Regions from separate parts of the Mus musculus genome. Here region 2 is linked to region 1. Evidence: chromatin contacts called from public promoter capture Hi-C data. All regions are on one chromosome and are shown on one strand. The core of a region is the stretch at or near the end of the contact, and the rest is flanking DNA. Distances in the headings are between cores, read along the strand shown. Region 1 has its middle 9.5 kb from the start of n-TNgtt4. Region 2 holds the start of Itga10 (integrin, alpha 10).

What was found. Promoter capture Hi-C pulls out the DNA fragments that hold promoters and counts their contacts.
Region 2: a contact with region 1 is called in a promoter capture Hi-C map of hippocampal neurons, with 2.2 times the contacts expected there. The contact joins the promoter of Itga10 here to the enhancer-like site in region 1. A contact is called at or near these places in 12 of 39 promoter capture datasets (the 3T3-L1 cell line, the C10 cell line, the HPC-7 cell line and 9 more), 1 of 484 Hi-C or Micro-C datasets (liver) and 6 of 115 datasets of contacts at active chromatin or transcription factors (the 230-238 cell line, bone marrow-derived macrophages, embryonic stem cells and 2 more).

What each region holds. Positions count from the first base shown.
Region 1 is chr3:96,311,170-96,313,920 of GRCm38.p6, forward strand. No RefSeq gene overlaps it. Among named protein-coding and RNA genes, the nearest start is that of n-TNgtt4, 9.5 kb to the right of the region's middle. Within about 2 kb of position 1,407, at least 15 of the 459 cell types and tissues checked have an H3K27ac peak or open chromatin away from gene starts, as enhancers often do. A contact at or near this core is called in hippocampal neurons and stem cell-derived epiblast-like cells, where this site is marked.
Region 2 is chr3:96,644,262-96,646,961 of GRCm38.p6, forward strand. Itga10 (integrin, alpha 10) reads left to right here and starts at 1,323. Exons shown (of 30, transcript NM_001302471.1): 1 at 1,323-1,425. The coding sequence starts at 1,374. Pex11b (peroxisomal biogenesis factor 11 beta) reads left to right here. Exons shown (of 4, transcript NM_011069.3): 4 at 1-1,120.

The DNA of each region.
Region 1 (2,751 bases), core at 157-2,656:
TGTGTTAGCTACTTTTAGATCATAGGAAAGCACATTAATTGTTAAATTAGATCCTGCTGCCCTTCAAAACTAGATGCATGGGGAGCATTGGTGGTTCAGTGGTAGAATTCTCGCCTCCCACATGGGGGACTTGGGCTCAATTCCCAGCCAATGCAAGATCTCCCTTTTCAAAATTTCTTAAGCTTCTAATTAGTAGCACTGTGTCTGGAACTTACGAAACTGTCCATTAGATTTGCTCTCGGACCAGACCAAATGGTGTACATGTGTAGAACTTGATTTAGACACCTCAAATGATCAAAGAAATTCCATTGGCTAGAAGGTTCATGATTCCAGCTGGACCTTGGGCTGGCCAATGGGAGAGCGGCTACAGGAGGAATGTCCTGGGCAGATCCAGAGCCCTGGAAACCCAGACAAGAGGTCGAGGGTGGGGGTTGGGGAGGAGGCATACCCTGGACATAAGAAGCCACTCACCACGGTTAGCATCTGTACTCTCCAGCCCTTTGGAGTTTGAAGAAGGAAATAGTCTATATTCCTAGCAATACCTGCCAACAGAGTTGACCCGAGAACTATACTCTTAATGAGAAAAAAAATGGATTTTGAATTTTGTTTATACTTCTTAGAACTTGGGGAGGCTTCATGAAAAGTGAACAACAGAAATAAGGTTCTGGGTGAAACGACTCAGTAGGGTGGAGGAGCTTGTCACCAAATGTTGACGATCTGAGTTCAGTCCTGGGAACTCCACAGTGGAAGGCAAAACCTGACCTCTGCCCTTCCCTCACCTGCCTTTAAACAAATAGGCACAAGCATATACAAACAACAAATAAGATAAAAAAGCTTTCTTATTTAAACAAACAAACAAACAAAGTAATGTGAATGAAATAAACCCTCCTGGACCGGCTCCTAATCCCAGCCTTCATCACAGCAACTGAAAGCAAACTAACAGGAAATCCAACCTCAAGGCAATACAGTAAAATTCAGCTTTTAAGATAAAGAAAACAGCCTCCAGTCCTCTGGGCAATGCCGGGAAGTTACAAAAGAATTTCCTGCACCAGGTCAAGGCCATAAAGGAAAGGCATCCACTTTAGTTTCTCTGTCTCTAGTTTGGAACAGCATTTTCAGACATTATGCAGAGATTGCAAGCCAGGGATATTATACCCGACTGGCCTCTTGCAGGTTCCAGGGCAGAGAGCCCTAGAACTCTGACACTTCACACTAAGCCACAGAGGCACGGTTGCCACAATCTGACCCAGACCTTGGACAGCACCCTTGCCAGCCAAGGCAGAAGTTGCTCTTCCCTGCCTGCTGTGGGAAGCCCTTGTTTTTTGAGCAGTTTCTTGCCTGCCTGTCTAGTTCCTTGGAAACGCCCCACTTGCCTCGTGTTCCTAGGATACAACCAGTGAGCTGTAGTGTAAAGCTGGCTCCTGCAGGACAGACACGCTTGTGCTACCTACTCCATCCTGATGTCATCTGTGGGACTGTGGGTGTTAGGAGAATCTGGCGCTGTGGGTATAGATTCCCTCACTGCGTTTGAGTTCACTGTCTCTGTACTAGAACATTTAATGCACATATGACCAGTGCTGCCTCCTCAGGGTTGCTTGACTACATGATGGGCTTGCTCCCCACAGTGAATGGTGGTTTCTCAGGAGACTCTGGCCAGCTTGAGTGTGGTAAGCATGACTCAGGCAGGCCTTGTCTTTCTCCCCCACTCTCTCCGCCTTGCTAAAAATCATTAGATTACATTCCTGAAGCTGGCCACCATGGTCTATTCCCTTATTTGGCCACTTCCTCCCCCTGAGGCTGACTACCAAGGCCTGCTATCAAAGTACTGAAGTCCAGCAATCAAAAGCCCTCTTTGGCTCACCTAATTCATATGCCCAATCAAAATTAAACATCCCATCGTAGGGGTTTCCTCTTGTGCCTTTATAAACTGCCATTTGCCTATGTGCCACATCTGTCTCCTCTCTATCCAGAGGCAGTCCTGTGTCCCAGTCCAGGACAAATATCCCTGCCCCCTCTACTTTGTTCTCTTCCCTTCTCCCTCCTCCTCTGTCTCCTGTCTTATTTCCTGCTTCCCTGTCTCCTCCGTGCTGAGAACATAGTCTTGGGGGTCCCAAGCCATTACTTTTCCTTTCAGTTTTGCTTAAAAGGGCAGGAATCCGTGGTGTGTCCTAAAGAACAGGCACCATGAAGCTAAAATCAGCCTCCTCGGAAACCAGAAGTGCCCAGTTGCTGTTGAGCAGAAATCCTGTCTCTTAGGCCTTACTTCCAAGGAGCATGGTCGCAGGTGGGCAGCTCTTGTGCGCGCTTGACTGGCCAGGAAGAACGACGCTGCAACAGGATTTTTCTGCACACGTTTATTGGGAGAGCTTGATTGTAGAGGCGAAAAGACTTTGAGCCCAGAACTGGTGCTGCTTTTATAGGCCTAGGAGGGGCGTGTCTCACACCCGGATTGGTTATGCACTAAGCCTCATTTGCATGTTCCTCATCTGATTGGCTACTCTCTCTCAGTACCTTACAGAACCTCATTATCATACCTCATTTGTATGTCTCACATCTGATTGGTTATACTCTCAGTACCTTACAGAACCTCATTATCATGTCTGGGCCAGGCAGTGTTTTTGCAAAAAACTTTACTGCATATGTACACATTGGTTGTTTGTCCAATCTTATGCGTGGTGGCCAGCAGTAGTCAGTGCCACTCTGCAACGGCACATGTGGCTTCCCACATCTCCCCCTGTTTGTTTTAATAAA
Region 2 (2,700 bases), core at 73-2,572, 330 kb after region 1:
CGTGAGACAGAATTCTCTTTCTTAGCCTCCTGGCCAGATATTTAAAAGGAGGGGGGTGGGTTACTTTTTGGTAGGGGAAGCTTAAGTTATGGATAGCAAAGTGCTAATTGTATTCTTTTTTTCTGAAACCTCATGTAGCATTTTTCTTCCCTTCCACCCTCCATACTTTCCCAGGCTTCATTTCATGCCCGGCGTCTCTTCGCTCACACCGCTGCAGGCTGTTTGAGGCTTCTCCCCTGGGTCTGCCTCAGCAGACTGCCTCCACACTTTCCAGTTTCTGCGTACACGTTGATATTAGAGTTTCCTTCCGCACTTGGCTCTTGCTCTTTCTCTGACTACCCAGGCTGATGCCATGTCTGGCCTCTTCCTGTAAATACTGTACAATGATTCTATGTAAATAACTGGTCCTTGCCCACAGAGCAAGCAAGCCTTCTAGGCTAACAAATTAAAGATCAGTTTGCTCACTGACTTTTTTATTCAATTCAAGATGGCGGGGGTGGGGTGGGGGGACGGATTGCCTGTTTTCACTGTGGTACCTAGGCAGGGCTGAAGCTCTGAGCTCCCCTGCTTTAGGCTTCTGAGTAGCCTACAGTGAGTGTTACTGTGTCCAGCTGCTCGTTGACATCTGGTCTCTCATGGTCTGGTCATTGTAAGCCTTAGCTCTCTGACTGTGGATGGCTTTCCTTGGCGTTAGCAGCTAACATGGTTACAGGATTTCACTGAAAATTTAAATGTTGGGGGAAAGGTGCGGACACACCATAATGGTCCCAATTCAAAACAATCCGTGAACAGCCTCAAGTTAGGGGTGAGATGTTTTCAACCAAAGTAATTATCTTGACACCACAAAGCACACCTGTCTACAGGCAGTGACTCCCCAAAAGCTATTAGACACACACAAGCATGACCATAACTCAGTGGATTGGCAAGGTCACACAGTAGGACTGCCCTTCACACAGTAGGTAGGAAAATGCTGCTGTCACTGCTGTCAGCTGTTATTTTGCATATCCCATGTTAAGATTAATAAGGCAAAAAATATTGTCTCTAAGTCCTACTTTCTGTTCCAAACTGGAGGAAATTATTGAATAAATAAACCGTGCATAAAAGTAGCCTCAGAAAGGGTCAAAATTTGTGTTTTCTTTGAATATTAGCTGAGGCCTCCAGGGGGCAGCACCAAGGTAGAGAGCTGGACTAAGGCTGCTCTGTGTTCCTGTCCTGGGCTCCCCACAGCTCCCTTCCACCACCACTCCCATTCCATCCAACTTTATTTTTAGCTGCCAGTGGGAGGGGGCAGGATAGGAGGGAAAGTAACGAAAACAGCCAAGGAGAGGGACAGAGCGACTCAGAGCCTCTCGGACTGGACCGGACAAGCGCCCATGGAGTCTCTCTCCATCCCTCACCTGCTCCTGCCCCTGGCGTTGCTGACAGGTGAGGGAAGCAAACTTGGTTTCTGCTGGGAATGGAAGTTATGTGGATTGTTTATAATTGGGACCATTATGGCTAAAATTCTTCGGGCGCTCAGGTCGGAGGTTAATACCGATGCTATATTTCCTGTGTGCACTCATGTTCTTAGACACCCAAATGGCAGTGGCCAAAACTTCCTCTGGCTTGTACCTCATTATCTAAACCTTTGTACCTAATTATCTAAAACCTTTGTCCTAAACTCCACAGACATGAGGGCACAGAAAAGAGACGTGTCTCTCATCTTCCATTCGGTTACACTGATTCCTACCTTCCCTGCTTCTCCCTGCCATTGGTGCTCCTTGGTGCCTGAGGCATAATTGCCTTACTATGTGGTCAGAACTCTGGGTTCGCCTAACGACCGAGCTACAGTTTCTGGTCTCATAGCCCTGCCAATTTCCTGGATTAAAAAAAAAAGGCTCACATATAAAATACCTTTTCTGAAAATGAGCACAGTGTGAGTTGAAGTTAGATTTTGGGGGATGGAGGGTTGCTTGGATGCAAAGAGCAAGACAGTAGAGAAGAGAATCATGGGAGGGATAAGAGGCTTGGAATTTTTCCCTGCTAGTGCCCTATAATCTTTGTTTCCTAAAATAACAGCTCTGATTTTATGGGAATTGGGGTCAGGAGAAAGGAATCAGTAGGGCACAGATGGGGACCCCAAGCGTGGACTAAAGTTTGAGGAAACTATGGGAGTAGGCAAGGGGTGTTTGTAAGGTGGATGAGATGAGGAGATTGTGGTGGGGGGGAGTCTTGGGGGTGATAGGACCCTTAACAGGGATAGATGGCAAACTGTGTGTGGGCAGGCCGGTGGTTCCACCCACTTAATTAGCGTTGAGGTTGGCAGGGCTGGAAGGAGCCAGCACTCTCAACCTTGGAGAAAGTGCAAGTGTGACAAGAAGAAACAGAAAGAGGAGACACCCGGGCAGGGAGCTCCTTGCCATCGTTTCTTCCCATGGCCCTGGCTTTGGGAAGAATTAGGAAAGGGTGGTGACTCTGCATCCTCAGAAAAGCCCTCTCTCCCTCTTTGGACTCTCGAGGCTTAGAGAGGAGAATGTGTAGGAGGAATGATGTGGAAAGAGTAACTTGACCTATCCAGATGTGTCTGTGAATGAGATTTCAGGAATGAGAATGGAAATACAGCTGTGCTTCAGCATGGCCGAGGGCCTTAGGATCCCTCACCCCCACCCCACAGGAAGAGAATCATCCAATCATCCCACCTGGGGTTCTGAGGACATGACA